Regions from separate parts of the Sus scrofa genome. Here region 2 is linked to region 1. A link is a contact called in public Hi-C data. All regions are on one chromosome and are shown on one strand. The core of a region is the stretch at or near the end of the contact, and the rest is flanking DNA. Distances in the headings are between cores, read along the strand shown.

What was found. A called contact is a pair of places that touch in the nucleus more often than the background predicts.
Region 2: a contact with region 1 is called in a Hi-C map of skeletal muscle, with 4 times the contacts expected there. The contact joins two enhancer-like sites. A contact is called at or near these places in 1 of 47 Hi-C or Micro-C datasets (skeletal muscle) and 1 of 2 datasets of contacts at active chromatin or transcription factors (skeletal muscle).

What each region holds. Positions count from the first base shown.
Region 1 is chr1:16,491,677-16,496,501 of Sscrofa11.1, forward strand. It overlaps ZC3H12D (probable ribonuclease ZC3H12D), which reads left to right. Exons shown (of 6, transcript XM_003121158.4): 4 at 853-1,087; 5 at 4,354-4,460. Among named protein-coding and RNA genes, the nearest start is that of ZC3H12D, 31 kb to the left of the region's middle. Within about 2 kb of position 2,920, at least 32 of the 83 cell types and tissues checked have an H3K27ac peak or open chromatin away from gene starts, as enhancers often do. A contact at or near this core is called in skeletal muscle, where this site is marked.
Region 2 is chr1:16,702,318-16,707,142 of Sscrofa11.1, forward strand. No RefSeq gene overlaps it. Among named protein-coding and RNA genes, the nearest start is that of TAB2, 93 kb to the left of the region's middle. Within about 2 kb of position 2,379, at least 3 of the 83 cell types and tissues checked have an H3K27ac peak or open chromatin away from gene starts, as enhancers often do. A contact at or near this core is called in skeletal muscle, where this site is marked.

The DNA.
Region 1 (4,825 bases), core at 1,670-4,169:
TAACTCCAGCCTCTCCCTGTGACATTCTTGTGTCCCTCAGAGCTGTCAGTTGTGGGCTGCTGCATCCTGATGGTGTCCCAGCAGACTCCTGTGTCATGTGGGACAATCCCAGATGGATGTGGGGTTCCTAGTAATTCCTAAGGTAGTGCCAGGGGTCTAGTCAAAATAGGGACCTTTTGCGAGTTCTGTTGTGGCTCAGCAGTAACGAACCTGATTAGCATCCATGAGAACATGGGTTCAGTCCCTTGGCCTCGCTCAGTAGGTTAAGGAGCTTCTGTGTTGCTGTGAGCTGTGGTGTAGGTGGCAGATGCTGCTCAGATCCCGTGTTGCTGTAGCTGTGGCGTAGGCAGGCGGTGGCAGCTTCAATTCTACCTCTAGCCTGGGAACTTCCCATGTGCCTCAGGTGCAGCCCTAAAAAGACGAAAAAAAAGGGGGTGTCTTCCTCCAGTGGAAGGCCTCTGTGTCTGCTGTGTTAGGGGCATCGTGGAAGGTAACCAACCTCAGGACAGAAGTTGTGGCTGCACTCTTCCTTCCAAAGTGTGTCTCCCTGGCTGGGTACCATCCTCTGGACTCCTGTCATGACACAGGCAGAGCCCACTTGACCTTAGGCTGCTGGCAAATTCCTCTGGAGACCTCCCTGCTCTTCATCTGACCGCCTGGGCCTGGGGGGTTGGGGTTGGGGTGAGGCGGTCGGGGATGTGGGGGGGGATGTGTGAGGTGGGGCCGGGGATGTGGTGGGGATCAGAGAGGAGCCTTGAGCTGCTGCCCGGCCCCGGATCTTAGGACGGTTCTGGGGGTGGGGAGTCCACTGGAGAAGGCGCTCTCCATGCGGTCCTGCCCTGTGGTCCCCAGAGCAGCACGTGCTGGAGGAGCTGGAGAGGCAGGCGGTGCTGGTGTACACGCCGTCCCGCAAGGTGAGCGGCAAGCGGGTGGTCTGCTACGACGACCGCTACATCGTGAAGGTGGCCTACGACCAGGACGGGGTCATCGTCTCCAATGACAACTACCGCGACCTGCAAAGCGAGAACCCCGAGTGGAAGTGGTTCATCGAGCAGAGGCTGCTCATGTTCTCCTTCGTCAACGACCGGTAGGTGGCGCCCACGCCGGGTCCTGGAAGCTAGCACTGAGGGGAGGGGGCCGGGGGTCAGGGAAAGGGGGTGGCACAGAAGCCAGGCCACCTAGTCCGGTCCCAGCGGGGCTTAGTCACAGGTTGTAAAGATCTTGCAGCCGACCCTGTCTTAATACTGCTTGGTTGACATTTTCAAGAGAATCTGATGGGTTTCCTCGGGTCAGATCCACCCTGGAGCCACCAGCTGCAGTGGGGGGAGGGCAATGTCAGGGTCACAAGGCACAGACCCCTTAGCAAGGGCTGGGGGAGGGCCCCTAGGCAGTGCTGAGGTGAGGAGGGCGAGATCACTGGTCTAGTGCACACATCCTCAGGCACGCTGAGGGCAATGGCCAGGAGCCTGGCAAGGTGAGTGTGGGTCACAGCATGGCACAAGGTGGGAGGGCACGGTGAGCTGGACATCACTCCCATTCCAATTTCTGTTCCAGTTCTGGGCTTTCTCACTGGGTTTTAGGAATGCGGTTTGGGACAAGGTCCCCAACTCTGTGAGGGCAGGGACCATGTGTCTTTTATCTGCCACAGCCACAGCCAGCCTGGGCATCATGGGCAGCCAGTGACAAGATGTAGATGAGTGAGTGTCAAAGGCGGCAGCTCTGGGGAAGGGAAGATGGGCAGAGAGAGGCCACATGGCCTCTGTATCAGGCCCCCTGCACCTCCTGACCCTGGAGCCCTGGGGGGGGCAAGTGTGTGTGGTGGAAAGAGCTGGGGCTTTGAAAGCGCGGGAGATGTTTCAAACTGAGGTTCTGCCATTTACTGGCTGACTGTGGGGGAAAAACGCCCCCCCTCTCTGGGCTGGACTTTTGTCACCTTGAATCAACCATCCTTGGTGTTACCGGCACAGTTTCCTCCATCCCTGTCTCACCGTAACCAAGCATTGGAACGGTGGATGTTTTACAAATTTATTAAAGTGAAAGTACATTTTCAGAGAGGGAGAGAGGACTCACGTGCGCACAGGTTAAGAAAAGAGGGCCTGGGAATTCCTGTCCTGGTGCAGTGGAAACCAGTCTGACTAGGAACCATGAGGTTGTGGGTTTGATCCCTGGCCTTGCTCAGTGGGGTAAGGATCCAGCGTTGCCATGAACTGTGGTGTAGGTTGCAGACGTGGTTCGGATCTGGCGTTGCTGTGGCTGCGGCAGCTGCAGCCCTAATTGGACCCCTAGCCTGGGAACTTCCATGTGCCTCTGGTGAAGCCCTGAAAAAAGCAAAAGCAAAAAAAACCCCACAAAAAACAAGAAAACAAAACAGGGCCTGACTTACTCTGCACAGTCTTTATACCCCACAGTGGGACCTGAGTGGAGACCCAATTTGATCTTCTGATTGGTCTTGGGCAGGACACCTTATTTGCATGGGGAACAGGTTAGATGGTGGCCAGGTGAGGAACAGGTGCCATTTCTTCTCTAGCAGGGAGTGAGCAGCCCAGGCGGGTCACATTGGGCAGAATGGCCATTACAGAGACATGGCCAGAGGCTCTGGGGCTCTGGGGAGGGGACTTGAAGCCTGTAACACTTGGCTCAGTCACCCTTAACCTCTGAGATGATCCCGAGGACCAGAGAGCAGTTTAGCCCATAGTGGTAGCAGTTACCCTCAGGCCAGGCCAGGACCTGTCCCTCCAGGAGGTCCTGCTGCCCCCACTGCCTACGGCCACAGAGGCAGAGGTCCCCTCCTAAGCCCCAGGGCAGATGGTTACAGCGACTACCCTGCAGCAGCCCCCAAGTCCCTTCCACACTCACAGGGCTGGCACTCCCTCTCTCTGGCTCAGGCCTGGAGGAATCTGGCAAATCTGGACAGCATGGGATCCAGAAAATCCTTACTGAGGTCTGTGGGATCATGGCTGCCTCTGGCCTGGCGACAGCTTGGGGCCCAGGCCAAGTGCTTTTGACAACTTGGCCTCTGCTCAGGGCCTGCTCGAAGGTCCCCGGCTGCCAGAGGGCAGAGCCTGCCGCCTGCCTGAGGGCGAGGACACCCGCCGCAAGCCCTGGGCACGTCCATAGGGCCCTCTTGGCCCAGCTCCCAGCTGTGAGGCCCGAGAAAGAGCAGGAGGTGAAGCCTTTGGGAACTTTTAATAACTGCGCTGGGTGGCTCCCCAGATTCTTGGTCTGGGCCCAACTCTGAGAAGCCGGCTGTGTAGCTGGGATCTGAGCCACGGAAAGCTACCCTGGACCCGGGATGGCCCAGCTTGGGGCTGGCCTGGTGGATGCGGTCTGCAAGGGCGACCCCAGCATGACCCTCGACTCTTAGGGGGAAACCAGCCCATAAAAACAGGCCCCCAAATAGAATCCACAACCCCTCTAGTGGGACCTTTGCGTGACAGGGAAGTGCCTCCTGGGAACAAAAGTATTCATATAAAAAAGTGGATTGTGCTAAACGCGAGGGTTTTCCTTCTGAGGAATGTTGTTTTCCCCTTTGAGCCCCGGGACATTCCCTTCCTCCTTAGACTTAATGCAGAAGGAAAGGGGCTGGCCCAGGCTGGGTGCGACAGGGACTGACGTGGCAGGGGTCCGGCAGCCCGGGGATGCTGAGACCAAACCCAGGGCCCTGCCCCCATCCCATCCCCCTCCCCGGTTTGGCAGAGGGGGCAGATCTTGCACTGAGGCTGCCTGTGTGGTCGCACCTGTGTGCAGCCTGCACCTGGGACCCACTTCCTCCCTGACCCGTCAACCAGTATTTCAAACTCTGTTAATTTTTATTCCCCACCTGATAGGCCCAGAGCTGTGGGGCAATGCAGGAGAAATGGCGTTCAGGGGACGAGAGAGGCTGTTGGTGGCCCCCAGGGGTCTCTAGCTTTCTGTTGAGGACATTGGAAGGCAGCTTAGAGGGGCTTTCAGACTAGGACCCAGGGGAGCCCTAATGCAATGATGCTTCTGCTTTAGTGGATAAAAATCACCTTGGAAGTTATTAAAATGCAGATTCCTGACCAACTTGAGGTTCTGCATTTTGCAAGGCATTCCTAAGTGATTCTGGCGCTTGAACCTCAGCGGGAGGAACACTTGGAGGAGGCCCAGGGGCTGCTGTCCTGGGGTCTGTCCATGCTGTGCTCTGTACTGGTTCTGTGTGGAGGAAGGGTTGTGTTGTTGTAACACGCTGTGACAACCCCCGGGTGGGAGAAAGAGCTCTGGACGGAGAGATCAGACCAAGGCCATGCCTCCCCAGCCCTGCCTACTCCCAGCTCCGTGCCAGTGGTGCGTTCCTGAGGGTCTTGCATTCACCCCCCTGTGCTTGTTCTCCAGGTTCATGCCTCCTGATGACCCTCTGGGCCGTCGGGGCCCCACCCTGAACAACTTCCTGAGCAGGAAGCCAAAGCCCCCAGAGCCGTCCTGGCAGCACTGCCCCTACGGTGGGTAGTGTCCCATGCCTTGTGGGCCCTGTTCAGGTCAGAAGCCCTGGCTGGGGGTGGGGGTGGTCAGCAGCCTGAGTTCTAGTCTAGGTGCTGCCTTTCATCAGCTGTGTGACTCTGGGGAGGTAACAACCTCTCTGGACAGCAGTTTCCCGACAGGGTGATTGTAACGAGGAACTGCCGGTCTGGACCCCTGTTGCATGAGAAGGTTTGTGTGGGCTGGATGCAGGAGTCACACAGGGCAAAGCCATGTTGGGGGAGCTGGGGTGCCATGTGCACACCCAAGCTCTGCTTTCTCAGTCCCTTCCCCTGGCACCTTGTGCCCATATCCTGTCCCACAGTCCCTCCACCTGCCTTCCCAACCC
Region 2 (4,825 bases), core at 1,129-3,628, 210 kb after region 1:
CTTCCTGGCCCTCTAGTCAAGAGCAGGCACGTGATGGGCTCCAGAGCCAGGCCCCCGTTCCGTTGCAACCTTGTGTGGACCGTCTTGTCATGTCTCACCCGGGTTTAATTAGAGCCCTGTCCGCTCCTGGTGGCTGCTCTTTTGTGCTTTCGTCCAGTGCTTTTGCACTTGGTCGGCCTGGCCCCGCTTCTGCCTTTGGAGCTTCTGAAGGGAAAGGCCTCAGCAGGACGGAGTCCTTTTCACTTCAGCAACCACCCCGGGCCTAGTGCCTGCTTATTTTCCCTGCTTATCCTCTTGAACTTTTAATGCTTTGATCTTGGCTTCTTAGCTGTTAATATTCTGCTTCTCAAATTCTGCTTGTTTTTGGAATGCCTGAAATGCTACGCTTTATTTTCTCCCAATTCTTAAGCAATGGGAGGACCTAACACCAAAACTTTTTCATTCCCAGGCTCCAGCAGGGTGCACGACCTGCTTTCTGCTGACTCCCTGGTGACGTTAATAGTGGATGAAGTTGACTCGGTGGGGGGATGATGGATAAGACCCTTCAATTTAAAATTTGTGACCCCTGCTGTCCTCAGCTTTGGGACAAATAAAATCCCCATTTCTCGTCTAAAAGAGTGATTGATCCGCAAGAGGGTGAGAAGTCCTAAGGGAGGCAGCCAGCTGCCTTGCAGCCCAGCTCTGATCCTGCCAAAAACTGCAGGAGGACAGTTTGCTTTGGTTTCTTGATCTGCCTTGGGTCCCATAGGCCATGTCAAAAAACTTCAGGCTCCCTTTGGAATCTGGAAGATCCTGAATATTTCCCTGAGACGTTGTCCACTTTTTCACGAACAGATCCATCATTTTCCCCTCCCGGTTTCCTGATGTACAAATTAGATTTCATGATAGTAAAACTTGAAAACCCAGATGGATTTTTTTAAGACTCGAAGCAACGTCTCTGGTTGTCATTTCTGATATTTCAAAAGATACGTGTCCCAGTTGCCCTCCTTTTACAAATAATTACAAATGCTCCATTTCTGCTGTGTGGTACGTACACACTTGAAAGCCGAGAAATTGTCCATTTGCTGTTGTTCTGTTTGGCTTTAATGTACATAGCACCTTTAAGTTATAAATACATTTTCGCTGCAAATACTAGCTTTAAAAAAGTCTTCAATAGAAATTATAGGCACTTGACCAAGACACAAATTCCAGAAAGAGACCGATTAATCCCAGCATCCTGTATCTCCATCGGAATGAAAAATGGCCCAAGAGCATCGTACGCTATCAATTACACTGACACATTCGAAAAAATATGTATGTAGGAGAAAATACCTTAATTCTTTTGTCAGTTCTCCTTTTACTTTTTAAGAGTCTGCTTGACTCCCAAATAAAGGTATGTAGGGCAGCCTTAACCTATGTATCAACCTGTCCATGATTTAAAAAGGCAAAGCAGGGAGCTCCTGTCATGGTGCAGAGGAAATGAATCTGACTAGGAACCATGAGATTGCGGGTTCAATCCCTGGTCTCGTTCAGTGGGTGAAGGATCTGGCGTTGCCGTGAGCTGTGGTGTAGGTCGCAGACACGGCTTGGATCTGGCGTTGCTGTGGCTGTGGTGTAGACCAGCAGCTGTAGCTCCGATCGGACCCCTAGCCTGGGAATATGCCGTGGGTGCGGCCCTAAAAGGACAAAAAAATAAAAATATAAAATAATAATAAAGGCAAGGCAAAGAGCACTCTTCGCCTGCCATTTTAGGACTAGTTTCTTCCTGTTGCTCTTTCCTGCTTTGAGACACTTGTGTTCTTCCTCCCCCCTTGTGGCACTGTGGGCTGGCACGCTTCCCAGGATGGGCACCAGATGAGCTGGCTGAATGTTCCCTCCATTTAATCTGAGTGAGAACCACGGTACGTGGCGCTGCAAGTTACCCTAAACCAAAGATTACCAGGAGCAAAAGGAAAACAGGATCCATCATTTTTTCGGGAGTTCAGCCCGGGAGCCACAGACACGCACGTCAGTGTTTGACAGTACAGATAGGAAGATTTATGGGAACAATCCATGTGATTTGACCTGATCCAGGAAAGAGTTTGGGGGGAGTTTTAGAGGGCAACATGAATGCATTTTTTTTTCTAAAAATAGAGTTTCTCTTCCAAAAAGGGAGACTTTGGTGAGCTTCCAAAATGATTGGGTCACCATACTGTAAGATAATACTTCAATGCAATTAGCTCCTTGTACTGTCCGAAGTGTGTGCCAGAAATACATGACTATGGCTCGTTCATTATCACCTTTCCCAGCTCATGGGCCACGATAACCATCATTTTCTTCCAAGGTCAGCTGTGGTTCCCGCACTGAGGACTGTCTAGGTATATTTAACTTTGGGGATGGGTCCAACATGCCACTTGAAAAGAAGATCGTATTGTTTTTCCTGCTTTCCATTTCTGAAAAGGCGAGGCTTTGGCCAGTGCGTACTCGACATATCTGGCTGCAAACAGATTACTAGGAGCCAGGAAATGTGGTGCCCAATTTCAGCGTTCACTTAAGTAAAATTATTTATGACAGTCCCTCCCGTTTTTTTTTTTTTTTTTTTCTTTTTTCTAACAGGGGAGATCTGTAGTCTCAGCCAGATTGAAGGAATATTTGCATCTTGACTCAGCTACTGATGCATTTGAAGTATGGCCTTGGAGGTTTAGACTGGCTACGGTATATAAGACATTGAGCGAAGTGTCCAGAAAATGGGACGCATTCATCTAAAACATCACTAAATCAAGTTCTTGAATAATCACAGAACTTAACTTTTTTTTTTTCTTTTTTCTTTTTTCAGGGCTGTACCCTCAGCATATGGAAGTTCCCAGGCTAGGGGTCAAATTGGAGCTGCAGAGGCTGGCCCACAGCACAGCCGTAGCAATGTGGCATCTGAGCCGCGCCTGTGACCTACACCACAGTTTATGGCAACGCCGGATCTCTGACCCACCGAGTGAGGCCAGGGATCGAAACTGTATCCTCATGGATACTAGTCACATTCGTTTCTGCTGCAACCATGGGAACTCCACATCTCTTTCTTTCTTTCTTTCTTTCTTTTACGTAAGCGACTGAAACAATGACCAAAGAACTCACCAGAATGATAGGATCCACACCAGGCATTTCATCCCAGAAAACCTGGATGATGGAGATTTGAGTCGAGAGACTTGTCATTTATTACCGCCCAAGTTTGCCTTACAAACGGAAAACATTTTCTAATGGATTGGGATGGGACAGAGAATCTGGACCATACTTTAGGAAATGGCAGGATAAAGAACGACAAGAAGCAGACCCTCCAATTTGGAAGCTCAGGAGGGTTCTAGAACTATTGCATGTCAGAGCTGGAAGAGTCTTAGAGATTAGCCGTTTTGATTTCTCTGGAGTTGCACCGGTTCTGCAAAAGCCAAAAAAAAAAAAAAAAAAAAAAAAAAAAAAGGAAGGAGATGGAGGAAAAGATCATCTGAGATGCTGTCCTCCTTGATGTGTCAGGAAGTTCTGAGAACCAACTTTCACAGCAGGAACACAGAATGGGCTCTGCTGCCTGCACTGAAACAGCTGGTGAAGCCCCATATTCTTACCCTACAGCCCTGTGTGATGAAACGATCTTTTGACATCAATAAGATTGTCTTTTGAGTTTATAATTTCTTGCATGACGATTTTTACTCAGCAAACAAAGAATTTTTTCTTATTAGATTTGATCTTGGTTCAGAAAATGACACTGTTGCAAAGAATAATGATTGGAAGGAGGTGGTGGTCACAGTCTAACAGAGAGATGGATTTTTAATACTCTTGATCTTGCTGTCAACTTTCCTTATTAATTAGTAATTCCTAACAGATGGGATATGGATTACTTAGGGAAAATGATTCCAGCATTCTTTTCTAACTGTACAGAACCTGAGACGTGTGTGTGTGTGTGTGTGTGTGAGAGAGAGAGAGAGAGAGAGAGATGCAGAGAGATGCAGAGAGAGAGAGATGCAGAGAGATGCAGAGAGAGGCAGAATTGCACTGTTGCCCTTAGCTAGGCATCAGCAAGAAAACTATGGATAACACTTCTAATTATCTGCGAGTTCCCTATTTTCAAAGGGAGTACCTGTTAGATACATTCGTGGGGTCAAGAGGGGGTGAATAATGTCCCCCAAGTCTGTGGATAATGGAAAGCAGGAGTTGGAATCCTAGCATTTCTGAAGGTCAGACCTGGGCTCAGAGAATCAAGAAATCATTTTTCTCCTGTGTTCATTCCAGGATTGATTATCCAGCAGAACCTATTTTACTTTAGCTTGATAAAGAACTTTTTTTACTCCCTCCTCCCTCGAACAAGTAGAATTTTACCCAGTACGTTAAAAGCTGCAGCTGGAGAGTGTGTTATTGTCTCATGGCAAGAGGGCAGGGGTAGACAATGTCCGGCTTCGGAGGGCTCACCCCAAGTTCAGAGTAGCTGTGGTTCTCCGGGTGTGATCTGTGGACCCCTGGGTGCCCCCGAGGCCTTTCAGGGAGATTCATGAGGTCAAACTACATTTTATGACACTGAGATGTCCTTTACATTTACCCCGGGTTGGCTTTCACATCCGTGATGCACTAGCACGATGGGTAAAGCTTCAAAGTCAAGGCAGTGGTACCAGCCTGTCTCAGCAATTGTTGCAAACTTTACTGTCCTTGCTTGTAAAATATGCTAGTTCCATTTAAGAGTGCCCTTATGAAGCAGTAAAGTGTCTTCATTGCACTGGTCTTGATTCTCGGTGAAAGGTCTTTTTTAACATTTTGACATAAAGCACTTTGCTACCTACAGAAGTACAGTCACCATGGTACATTTTCTGGAGGAAAAATAGCTGCATAG